Linked DNA regions of Ovis aries: region 2 is linked to region 1. Evidence: chromatin contacts called from public Hi-C data. All regions are on one chromosome and are shown on one strand. The core of a region is the stretch at or near the end of the contact, and the rest is flanking DNA. Distances in the headings are between cores, read along the strand shown. Region 1 overlaps SNTB1 (syntrophin beta 1). Region 2 has its middle 10 kb from the start of SNTB1.

The links. Hi-C and Micro-C count contacts between places; a contact is called where the count stands out from the background.
Region 2: a contact with region 1 is called in a Hi-C map of liver, with 2.9 times the contacts expected there. The contact joins two enhancer-like sites. A contact is called at or near these places in 2 of 16 Hi-C or Micro-C datasets (liver and mixed tissues).

Annotation. Positions count from the first base shown.
Region 1 is chr9:94,846,882-94,853,001 of ARS-UI_Ramb_v3.0, forward strand. All of the region lies in intron 3 of SNTB1 (syntrophin beta 1), which reads right to left. Among named protein-coding and RNA genes, the nearest start is that of MTBP, 130 kb to the left of the region's middle. Within about 2 kb of position 4,435, at least 10 of the 54 cell types and tissues checked have an H3K27ac peak or open chromatin away from gene starts, as enhancers often do. A contact at or near this core is called in liver, where this site is marked.
Region 2 is chr9:95,040,136-95,046,575 of ARS-UI_Ramb_v3.0, forward strand. No RefSeq gene overlaps it. Among named protein-coding and RNA genes, the nearest start is that of SNTB1, 10 kb to the left of the region's middle. Within about 2 kb of position 4,931, at least 4 of the 54 cell types and tissues checked have an H3K27ac peak or open chromatin away from gene starts, as enhancers often do. A contact at or near this core is called in liver, where this site is marked.

The DNA.
Region 1 (6,120 bases), core at 3,185-5,684:
GGAGCGAGCGCTTCCGGAATCCTTGTGTTTGGGGTGAAATGGGTTAGAGACGTCCCGGGGCTAGAGGGCGGGGGTGAGATGGGCCAGAGACGCGCTTCCCAGGCGGCATCAGTGGTGAAGAGCCGCCTGCCAACACAGGGGGCGGAAGAGGCGCGGGCTCCACCCCGGGGCGGGAGGGTGCCCTGGGGGAGGGCGCGGCAGCCCTCTCCAGCGCTCCTGCCTGGAGAACCCCGTGGACAGAGGAGCCTGGCGGGCTGCAGTCCACGAGGCCGCAGAGTCGGACACGACTGAGCGACTCAGCACGCACACAAGCACACATGGTCAGAGGCCTTCACTTTGTTTAGACTTTGTAAAGTCACATACGTGCATTAAAATTAAACGGAAACGACTGCAAGAACAGACCATATATAATTTCCAAAATAAGTATAGAGGGAAAATAAAAGAAAGAAAAAAAGCATTAAATCTGGTAGCAGGCAAGAAAAAACAGAAACAGGGAACAGAAAAAGCAAAGATTCTAACAGGGAGATCCCGGGGTGCGACTTCCCACTTCCTGTTGTGCAGTTCACAGCCCGGTGCCTCCACGGAGGGAAGTGACGGTGTAGACCCCGAACAGCTCCAGGCCAGAGCGTTCTCTCACCAGTGATCCCTGTGGGTGACCCAACAGCAACAGCCCAGTGACCAGGCATCAAGCCATCCTGAGTCATCAGAAAACACTCTGGCCGCTAAGGTGCGACGTTCCAGCCCAGCCTGCCTCCCGTCGCCAAGGGTCTCTCTCGGGAGAGCTGGGGTCCTGCAGAGCCATCCTTGTGAAATTCATGACCACATTCAACAAGAGGTCGGGACCTCCCTGGAAGTTACAACTCCAAGCTCTCCCCGCAGCGGGAATGGGTTTGATCCCTGGACTGGGAACTAACATTCTGCACGCCATGCTGCATGGTCAAAACAAAAGGGAATGGACAATAAGCACCCGCTGACTTTCAACAAGGAAACTGTGTTTTTAAAAAGCCAAACTGAGTGGAAACCAATCACGTCACCCTCCTTTTCTGCTTGGGAGGGAGAGAAGAGAAGCGCGTGTCACTTCATCTAATGTTTCATGTGTCTGTGCAGAGACGCTCTGTCTGTTTTCTAGGCTTGTAGGAAACACTTGAAAAGTTGGCTTGATACACGCAGACCTGATGCCTCATGTGAAAATATGCTGTTCCGAAGGGTACCGGAGATGAGACTTAACTAAATTCATATTTTCCACCCAAGTCTTCCCTTTGGGGCTCTCCAGGAGGCTGGAGCAATGGTCTCAGCCCACCTGATCACATGTGTATCTACTCAATCACAGGAGGACTTTTATTTAGCCCAATCAGACTGTGGTTTTCCCTTACCCGCTTTCTCTGTGGATCACTATTTGCTCTTGAAACTTCTCACTTTGCTGTTTCCTTCCTTGATTAGCTTATAAACTGCTTGAGGACAAGGACTATTTTTTGCATCTGTAGCCCACGTGTGCCCTTGAACGGGGCCGAACCTCCCGCAGGCAATTAACCTAAGTTTGCTGAATTTTCTTGATAATGCTAACCAGTGCACTGAAGAAATTAATGCTGGATGTTATTAGTTTTATCCATCACTAAGCTTGGAAGTAATTAAACCTTGGTTCACAGACACTCTGAGCCCCTCGTTGATCAGTTACCAGAGAGCGGGAACAAGAGAGGCAGAAAAATCAGAAGCCATCAAATAGCAACTAGAAGCTGTGGGGGAAAGTCAAACAGGAAACTGGAGCTATTGTTTTAGATTATTTCTGAATATTTGTAGAGTCTTTCTTTTTTTTTTTTTTAACACTTCCTATTACAGTCTCTGGACCTTCCCTGATGACTCAATGGGCTAAGAATCTGCCTGCAATGCAGGAGAAGCAGGAGATACATCCCTGGGTCAGGAAGATCCCCTGGAGGAGGAAACGGCAACCCACTCCAGTGTCCTTGCCTGGGAAATCCCGTGGTCAGAGGAGCCTGTCGGGCTGCATCTGTGGGGTCGCAAAGAGTCGGACATGACTGAGCATGCACATGTCACAGTCTCTGCAGAAAATCAAATCAGAGAAAGATGAGCCACCTTTGGACCTAAGGGGATAGGGTGCTGAATTGCAGAGCCACCAGGGAGGCAGTGCCAGACAGGCAATTAACTTCCCTGAATTCTCGTGTTGTTTGTTTGTTTTCCTATTTATTAGTGGGGTTGTTTTGTTCTTACCTGGAAGACATCTACTTTAAGATTAGCTCACATATCATCTTTGTAGAGCCTTCCAGGTGTCCTTCCAAACAGTGAATCACCAGATTTCCATATCATGGTGTCTGTAGTTAACTGATAAAATTTAACTCTAGCACTGGGCAGAATGCACTGAAGGAAAGTGATCAGGCTACGTCTATGTCATGTTTCCATCTTGTATAGCCATCACAAAGTAAAATTAATCCTACTAATAATAGTGTGTTAAAGTGTTAGTCGCTCAGCCGTGTCTGACTCTTTGTGACACTGAAGATTACAGCCCACCATGGAATTCCAGGTCCATGAGATTCTGCAGGCAAGAATATTGGAACTGGTAGCCATTCCCTTCTCCAGAGGATCTTCCCGACCCAGAGATTGAACCTGTGTCTCCTGCCTTGGCAGGTAGGTTCTTTACCACTTTGCCACTGGGAAGCCCTACCGATCCCCGAGGTGATGGAATTAGGACATCCGAGACTTTGGCAGGTGATTCCATGAGCAGGGCAGAGGCCTCCTAAATGGGCTTTTACCTCCTATGAAAGTGACTCCTCGGAGATCCCTCCCCACTTCTGTCGAGTGAAAATACAAGAAGTTTGGATCTGAAAGAGGGCCTCAAACTGGCACCCTCATCTTGGACTTACAGCCTCCAGACGTGAGAAGAATGTCTGTTGCTCACAGGCAGCCTGTGAGTGGTATTCAGTTTAGCTGCTTGGATGGACTAGGACAGATGCTGTGGCAAGCGTTGTGCTTACGTGATATCATTTCATGTCCACAAAGCCTTTGCAAGGTTGTTATTATACCCCTTTCACAGACAAGACTGGGGCTTAGAAACGTGGGAGTGGGCTTGTCCAGGTCACGCAGCTGGAAGGTCAGCACAGCGGGAAGTCCTACCCCAGAGTCCACCAGATGAGTCTCCTTACGAAACTTGAAACACTGCACCACTGCTGCTTGCACACCAGACACCCAGTGACGGCCAGTAAGCGAATGCAACACTTATCGACACTGACACAAGACAGGCACGTGACATTCTTTGTGTCTGGGTCTGTAAAGATGGAGCGTTACAATGGTGAGACAGATTTAGCGACCTCTATGTCAACACAGTCACAGGGCTTCTTTACATCAAGGCCTCGCAGAGCTTCCAACATAGGTAAAATACAGCCTTCTGGGGCTTCCCAGGTGGCACTAGTGGTAAAGAACCTGCCCGCCAGTGCAGGAGACGCAAGAGACACAGGTCTGATCCCTGGGTCGAGAAGCTCCCCTGGAGGAAGGTGTGGCAGCCCACTCCAGGGTTCTTGCCTGGAGAATCCCATGGACAGAGGGGCCTGGTGGGCTACGGTCCATGGGGTCTCAAAGAGTTGGACTGAAGCGACTTCACACACACACACACACACACACACACACACAGCCTTGTTTTCAAAGTTGTTTGGTCATGGATCCCATTACTTCTTCTTTATCTGTTACATTACCTCTTTTAAACTGTATTAACAGTTTGGAAAGCAATGTCATGAAAAAAAAATTCATAATAATAGCTGGCACATGTATGGAGCTCTGTGGTTTACAAAGCACACTCACAGGCACCACCATCACCGTTTGCAGGGCTGCATGCGAGAGTTGAGAGAGGCCATCAGAGGTTTCCCCAGGAAGCAAGAACTGGGCGGAGCCGGGTGCGCGGACGGAGCCGGGTGCGCGGACGGAGCCGGGTGAGTGGGTGTGCGGACAGGGCAGGGTGCATGGACTGAGCAGGAGGGGAGAAGGCCTCCAGGGCTCGGTGTCCACTGCTGACCCGTGCCATCATAGCAGGCAGTCTCCTTTCCTACAGAACCTTACTGCTCAGGGGCAGCAGGGCCTTAAGTGAAAGGTCGTTCACCTTTCTTTGCCTCAGTTTCCTCATCTGTAAAGTGAGGCAGTTGGAACAAACTTAAGAGAGGTGCCGTGGCCAAAGTCAGACACTGCCTTCCGTAGCGTGGCTGGCTTTGTAATTGATTTTATCAGCACCTTAACCAGTTCAACCTGTGTGCCGTGAACTAGGAGCCAGTGACAGTGGTGGGCACTCCGCCTGCAATAAAAACTTAGGCGTGATTCCTCTTCCAGCATATTCCGTCTCCCAGAATGCGCTGGTGGAAATGTTTGTGTGCAACTGTGCTCTAAGGCCAGAGCACCATGCCCTTTTGTACCTCTGACCTGTCGTCTCCTGAAAAAACACACAAAAGCCAGATAACACAGCACTGCCCCGAAATGTCACAGTGTCCTTGTGGCCTGTGCCTCGTGACCATGCCCGAAGGTCTTAAATCCGCTCTTACTCAACAGCAGGGTTGGAAGTCAGCTTCCCTTTGGTAATAAAAGCTATTACCCGACTCTTTAAACATTTCAACTTTCCTCCCTATTTCACAGTTTATAAAGCACCTCTCTGATGTGGAAAGATTTTTTACTTAAAAGGAGATTAAGATAGCATGCCTTTCCACCTCTTGATGGCTTATTACTTCCCAGAAGCTAAGAATCAGTGCTTCTGCAACACAGCTTTGCTAATTGCTCACGTCTGTTATGATGTCAGTGCCCTGGGCATCTTGCTGCCCCCCTTCCAGCTCCATCCCATGGGGAGTCTGGTGTTAGCACGGCCAGAGCCAGAGCCTGGGCTAACACGCACCCCACACAACTCATGAGCTGCACATTCGTATCGGAGCCAAGAATCAGCGCGATGGATCCAGCACCGTGCTGGAACCCGGGTCAGCGTCTCAGCCGAGGGCTCCTCGACGCGGAGGTCAGCAGCTCGGTGTTGACCCCACAGCCCACACCCAGCACGTCACGCTCCACATGGCCACCGGGGAGGACGGCAGACGTGGGCCTAGTTAAAACCTGACGGGAGGAGAAACTTCGCCTTGCAGGACCCACGAGGCTTCACGGTTACTGATCTGCCCCTCCACTCACGTGAAACGTCTGCCGCGTTTATCTCCAAAATAAGAGAGCCCTGAACGGCCAAGGGCTAGTCTCATATTTCCGGGAGTCAGACACCACGCATTAGGGGTCTGAGAGAAAGTCTGAAGCCTGTCTCTTTAAATGTGGATGTTATTTCTGTAACATTTGCTGGTTTAAATCCAGGGAGGTAACATGACTGAAGCAGCCATTCTCTCCCCTCCCCTCCTTCCCTCCATCTCCCCTCCCTGCTTCCTGACTCCTTCCTTCCTTCCCACCAACTTCTTCCTTAAACGGACGCAGTAATAAAGAGCCCTTTAAAGCTCTCCTTCCCAGGTCGGGGCCTCTCAAGTCGTCCCTCATAATACCATTTGGCACAAAACACTGCTCACACACCTCCTATCACCTTCTCCCGGAGGACGACAAACCCCAGCAGGGCAGAGAAATTACTTCCGAAAAGAAAGGCTTCCTCAGGTCTCCAAATCCGTCATGGCCCACAGTAATTACTGACTAGGACATTCTGGGTAGGGCTGCCTTGCTCTTACCAACAGTTTTCCTTTCTTTAAGAGTGGAACAAGGAAATACAGGCTCCCAGCAACTGGCATTTTAGAGATGATTACCTGACCCTATATGGGTATTTCAAGCTAGCTTGATTTTTGTAGGTCTGGTTTGAAAAGAGAAAAAAAAAAAAAGGAAACAAATTCAACACTTCATGTTTAAGATTACAGAGCATGCAACGCTCACATTTTCATAAAACCACTTAGAAATGAAAGGTCAAATGAATCATCCCAACCCCGAGACTCAGCTTTCTCATCAGCACGATTCAAAAAGCGGCCCTTGCTTTCAGCGATCGCACCTGTTCTGGGCGGCATCCGCGTGAGCACTTTGCGCCACGACCGCCGCGAGGCACACAGCATCCCCGCGGCGCCCGTGTGCTTCCTGAAAACGGCCGCGGTTCCTGCAGACCGAGGAGGC
Region 2 (6,440 bases), core at 3,681-6,180, 190 kb after region 1:
AGATTTTGTCGGTTAAGTGTTGTCTCTGCTTTTTAATATGCTGTCTAGGTTGGTCATAGCTTTTCTTCCAAGGGGCAAGCATCTTTTAATTTCATGGCTGCAGTCACCATCTGCAGTGATTTTTGGAGCCCCCAAAAGAATATAAGTCTCTCACTGTAATGATGTCTGTAACTGAGTCTCAAATAGAGTAAGAGAGGAGTTACCGAGAAAATGCGGCAGAGTGTCACCCAACTGTCAAATACAGAGACAGACAGAGAGGAGAAAGGGAAGGAGATCCGTGATGCAAACGTGGCAGAATTTGTGGTGAGTGAATCCAGTGAGAGGTAAATGGGGATTCATTGTACGATTGTTTCAAATAATTGGTAGGCTTCATACTTAAAAAAAAAAAATAGAGTTGGGAGTAATAGTGCAGAAACTTAAAGCCCCGCTCCAAAAGATTCTGATGATTCTGATCTTGGGTAGGGTCTGGAAATATACATTTTATCAAGGAGATTCTGAAGCAGGGACTATGGTCTCTGGTCCAGCTTTTGTTTTGTAAATGAAGTTTTACTGGAACACAGACATTAGTCTATAAATTATCTGTGACTGTTATTGTACTGCAGTGGCACGCAGGGTTGAATAGTCTGACACATAATAGAGCCCGCTGACCTTTGAACCCTGTGACAGTAGAGATGGTCAGAAATATGAAAATATTCCAACCCAGCCCTTTACAGAAAAAGGATCCCCCCCTTCCCCTGTCCCCGGGCCACCTTGGGCCTCCCAGCCATCCAGGGGTCCAGACGCCGCCTCCTGCGCCGCGCTTCGGTGTGATCCCTGGTCAGGGAGCTGAGATCCCACATGACTAAAAAACCAAAGCATAAAACAGGAGCAAAACTGTAACAAATTCAATAAAGACTTAAAAAATAAAAGAATGACCCCTGCTCTAGTGTAGTCAAATATAAGAAAAGGTCTAGAGCAACTTTAAAAGCAGGGGAACCTGGGATTTGGGTGAAGGGGCACTGGTCAGGCAAATCGCAAGCATTCGAGTCCATGGTAGCTAACATGATTCTATATGAAGGAAACAAACAGCAAAGAATCGCGATCGACAGCTGAGCACGCCCACTGTGGGCCAGTTTACCTGTTCTCATGCAGTAGTCGCATCGGCTCTGTGACGTAGAAATCATCTAAGTTTCATAAAACAGTACATGGAGTACAAAGACAGAAGCCCACTCAAGGTCACATAAATCTAGGGGGAAGAGCTGAAATTCAGACTTCGGTGTGACAAACTCCACCAAATATCCCTTCACCACTGAGTCACTGCCACCTTCACTACATTTTAAGCTTCACTTGATTGAAACTCAGCCTTTACGTCTGAAGGTGTCTGAGTGAGGGCTTTTACAGTCATTTTGAAAGGGAAACCCGCAAGGGGACCAACCTCTCTTCCAAAGACTGGGTCTTTGGCGGCCCTACCACTGCTGTGTTTTAAGCTCTGTCTCACAGGCTTTCTGAAAGGTGAAAAAAACCTGTGGCTCTCTCTCTCAATGTCCCAGCACCAATGCCCCCAACAAAAAGCAGCTTTAGGTTACATTCAGAGCAAGGGAGTCTTACATTTTTCATGGATGCAAAGATACTTTATTGCCATTTATTTTCTTTCCAGAAAGTCAAGCAACTGCAAATTTTGTTTGGGGCTGTTTGGAGACTTCTTTCTTTGTTCTTTTTTTTTTTTTTTTTTGAGACAGAATTTTGTTTTTCCCCAATAAAATCTGTTTAGAATGAACTTAGATGCTGTCACAAAACATCCATTATAATCAGTGCCTTTTGAAATTTTTTCATGGCTAAGGTTATTGTGATTTTGCTTTGGGGAACAAAGGAGCTTACGATTTTGATGATTTTATATATACATATAAAATGAGAATGTTTATTTTTCACCCTCTAGAGGAAATATGTCCTTTTTCTTTTCTTAAAATGCTCTGCCCTCCAGTTTTCTATTAAGTTTTCCAGGTTTTGATAGAGACACGAGTATAGATTAGCTATTTCTCCACAAAGAGCACAGTAAATGAGTCCAGCGTTGGGTGATAATCAGAGGCGAGAGGTGCACACACCTGGGGAGCGCGAGCTTGCTGAAAGGGCCAGCCCCGCTCAGCAGCAGGCAGTGACTCTGGCCAGGTGGGAAAAGCGCAGGGACCAAGTCCTCTGACTTTCTAAGATAATCAAGAGATACACTTCTAGCTGATTTTAAAATGTGGCTCAGCCTATTACTAAAAAGTCAAGAACTAACAAGGGCTGGTGAGGATGTGGATAAAAGGGAACCTTGCACACTGTTGGTGGAAATAGAAGTTGGTGCAGTCACTATGGAAACCAGGCTTCCCAGGTGGTGCTGGTGGTAAAAAACGTACTTGCCAACGTAGGAGATACTCGAGGCCCAGATTCAACTCCTGGGTGGGGAGGAGCCCCTGGAGGAGGGCACGGCAACCCACCCCGATATTTTTGCCTAGAGAGTCCCATGGACAGAGGGGCCTGGTGGGCTACAGTCCCTGGGGTCGGAAAGAGTCAGGCAAGATCGAGCACACGTGCAGGCACTGTTTGCTTGAGAGCTGCTGAGAGAGACGGTCTCTAAAGCCCTTATGATTAAAACAGAGTTAGCTGCGAAGTGACGGATATGCTAACTGGCCTAGCTGTGGTAGACGCTTCACAGTACGTTTATCCGATCACCCTGTTGGACATCTTAAACTTGCCTCATGTTATAAGTCAGTGGCATCATAATAAAAGCGGAAAAAATTTTAGACTCAGATTTGCATAAAATATTATTTAGCTCCAGAAATAAAATAAATGACAAGCGAAACAGAGACTCACACAGGTGGAGTTCGGCCTTCCGGTCATGACCTTGTGTCTCCCACTGTAAGTAACTGAACTGGAGGTCTGGGTTTCTATCTCAGTCTCTGGGAAGTCTGCATATGGTTGGTCTGTCTTCAGTACATAATCTGATACGATCTCACGCTCTTATAGCGTTGAAGGAAAACTCTGAGCCCCGAGAAGTCCCCACCCCTGTCCGTACAGTGAATGTGGCGCCACAGGTAGGTCTCGTGGCCGCAGCCCAGCTGGCCTTCCTTCTGCTGCACGGAGCACCTTCAGCCTGCACCGCTGTCCGGACTCGCGGCAGAAGTAGAATGCTTTCTACTTCGTCTGTTTCCTGCTATAATGCTTCAACACCAGACTCAATGTTTTCCTGTTAGGTTCTTGAAAAAAAGGCACAGGGCAGCTCTCAGATTGTAATTTTCCACCTCTTTCCCAACTCCTAATTGTCAAGCCAAACACTTCCACAAGCTTGCAGCAAAAACAAATGAAAAAAAAAAATCCTACTTGATCCAAAAAGTGCTAACAATGGAACTTGAATAGAGATAAATTTGGGTTCATTTGAATCTATAGGCCATCCCAGGATTCTCTGCACTTTACCTTTTCTGGTAATGTAGGCAATTTAGAGAACATTTCTGGGTAAGTGCCTGCACTTTGATCCCCATAAAGGCTCCTAATATTTTAGAAATTCACTCTGACCGCTGCAGGCTTAGGTGGGGCGCGGGAGCTAGCAGATTTGGTTCTGAGCAGTCTTGGGAAGTACAGCCTGACGCTCGGTCATCCAGGAGAGGGTCGCATTACGCACACAGTTCAAGGCTACGGATCCTGACGCAGTTCAGCCACGGGATGGTGTCCCGGAGAAACAGTGTGCCTATTCTTCCCTCCCTAGGTCAGCATAAGAAGTCTAATGGACCCAGCCATTCTCAGATCTTTCATTTTTAGACTGCATTATGGTTTGAAAATGTTTTCATACAGATGGTGGCAACTGATCCTCAAAATATCCCAGAAAGGCAGGCAGGTCAGATATTGCTAAGCATTATTTATTGATAAGAACACAAGGTTGTCTGACTTTATCAAGGTTTCCAGGGTTATTATGGGCTTTCCTGGTGGCTCAGAAGGTAAAGAATCCGCCTGCAATGCAGGAGACCCGGGTTCGATCCCTTGGTTGGGAAGATCCCCTGGAGAAGGGAATGGCAACCCACTCTAGTACTCTTGCCTGGAGAATCCATGGACAGAGGAGCCTGGCAGGCTATAGTCCATGGGGTGGCAAAAGAGTCAGTCTCATCTTCACGACTTCACTTTCACTTTCAAGGTTATTATAACTCAGGTTTTCTGAGTCAAATTTCAGCATTTTTCTTGAGTCTCTGGAGAATCATACTCTATACAAAACTCTGTCAACAGTCTGTTGAGGCCATCAGCTTTTAAACCTGATTCACATGACTCTCTCACCTTTCACCATAATATTATGTCAATATTCCAATAATTTCAGGAACAACTATTGACTAATCCATAAATAACCTGTGTTAGACACTTTTATGGAATTGAAAAAATTTCATAGGACCTGGTTTCCAATTTCAAGGAATGGGTGATTTGGATTTGAAGGAAAAGGATTACGTGAAGCTACCCAAAAAGAGAGGCCAAGCTAAGAATAGGTCTCATAGCACGAATCGACCCGGAGCTAAGCACTTTACATGTATTATCTGATTTACTCATCGGAACAACTTTCCAAGGCGACTGTGATTATCCACCCGACAACCGAGGAAGCTATTACGTAACTTGCCCAAGGTCACAGCTGGCAGATGTCAGAGCTGGTGTTAGCTGTATTCCTGCCAGATGCCAAAGTCCTGTGCCATCCTGACTTCCCAAACACACAGGAGCCCATCTTCATGAGGACTGAACACTTCATTGTCCAGGAAAATGTGAAAGATGAGCAACCAGAAGAGAAGGGCAAGGCCAGGGAAGTGAGTGCTGAGTTGGAACTTGAAAGTGGAGGGCAGGTTGGTGCAGACCCAGCGGCAGTGAGGAGGGCCCAGGTGGGTTGGGAAAGCGTGCGCAGCGGGTGGGCGATCGGTCAGAACCATGGCACCGTCTCCCTCAGAGGTCAGATGGCCTACCCTGCTGGAGAGCTGTGGCTTAGCACAGCCTGTTCTCAGAGCTGGATTTACAACTGTGCCTCTTTGTTCTAAAGGGGAATTTGTGGCTTTTGCCAAGTGCTTTGGCTTCCTGAGTTCAGGTACTCCCTGAAGTGGATGAAAAGCTAGATTTTGCAATATCTGTGAAAGAAGAGTGAAGAGTGGGTTGAGCCATGCCGTTGCTTGGGGGACAGTGAAGGAGCATGTAAGAAGCCTCTGGAAGGTCTTAGGCATGCTTTGCATGCATACAAAACCAGGCTTTGCATAGGTTCTCACAAACAGGTTCTTCAAATTGTTTACCTACCAAAATTACAGCCCACAGATGTACTTTGCAAAGCTAGAGCTCCATATGGTAGACTCCAATTTCTCTGTTATTCTTTGTATTCTGAAGCTTCAGTTATTGCTGGGAGGTGCTGTCAGGAGCTCTGGGAAAACTTAGTCTGAGTCAGCCTTGTGAGCTATGGATGTCCCTAAGGTGTGGGACCTATTTGCCTGGAGGACCCTGTCTGCCTCAACCATTCCCAAAGGATTCCTCTAAGACATGGGGTGACTGTAGGGTGGTGGAGCTTGCTGGGCTTTTAGCAAAGTCTGCCCTTAAGAGTCATGGCTTCTCACGAGGAAACACGGTGCTGCTGGAGATGCTGGACTCGGCCTGAGGGTTCACACCAGCTTGGGGAGGCTCAGGGTTATATTAATACAGCCTGTTCCTCCAACTCACAGAAGAGACGGGACTTAGGGAGAGGAGAGTGATAGTTTTCATTCTGTTGCTTAACTCTTTAGAAAGAGTATGTCCAAATCTGCCACCAGAGCCCCTTCCCATCTACTTACAGGGGCACTTGGAACCAGGACTCTCAGAATCAGATGCGACTGAATGAATGGCTGGTGTCAGAAATCAGATGGAGATTGTGTTGAACAGGAGTCCATATGTGTGGTGGCCCAGGGCATGGAGAGCTAGAATCTTTGAGGAAATGGTGGTTTTGTTGCTAAGTCGTGTCCGACTCTTGCAGCCCCATGGACTGCGGCTCACGCGGCTCCTCTGTTCATGGGTTTTCCAGGCTGGAATACTGGAGTGGGTTGCCCTTCCCAACCCAGGGACTGAATCCAGCTCTCCTGCACTGCAGGCAGATTCTCTGCTGACCGAGCCCCCAGGGAAGCCCCTTGGGGTTCTGGGATACTGGAAGTTTCCAATACTGGAAGGACATAAGTTTCGGATACTGGCAGGACATAAACCGAAGCCTTCACATGAAAAATAAGCAAAACAGGCACAGTATATATTTCCCAAATCTTCTCAGTTCCACTCACAATAAAAATTAGAACAATAGATCATTGTCTTTTTACCTCTTAGGTTGGCAAAGATTTAAGACATTTGATAACAGTACATCTTGAAGAAGACGTAGGATAGAACTCACTTTCTCTATCCATGGTTTATAACTTGAAACAAACTTTTTGCAGAACTTGTCAGCACTTTCTATGACT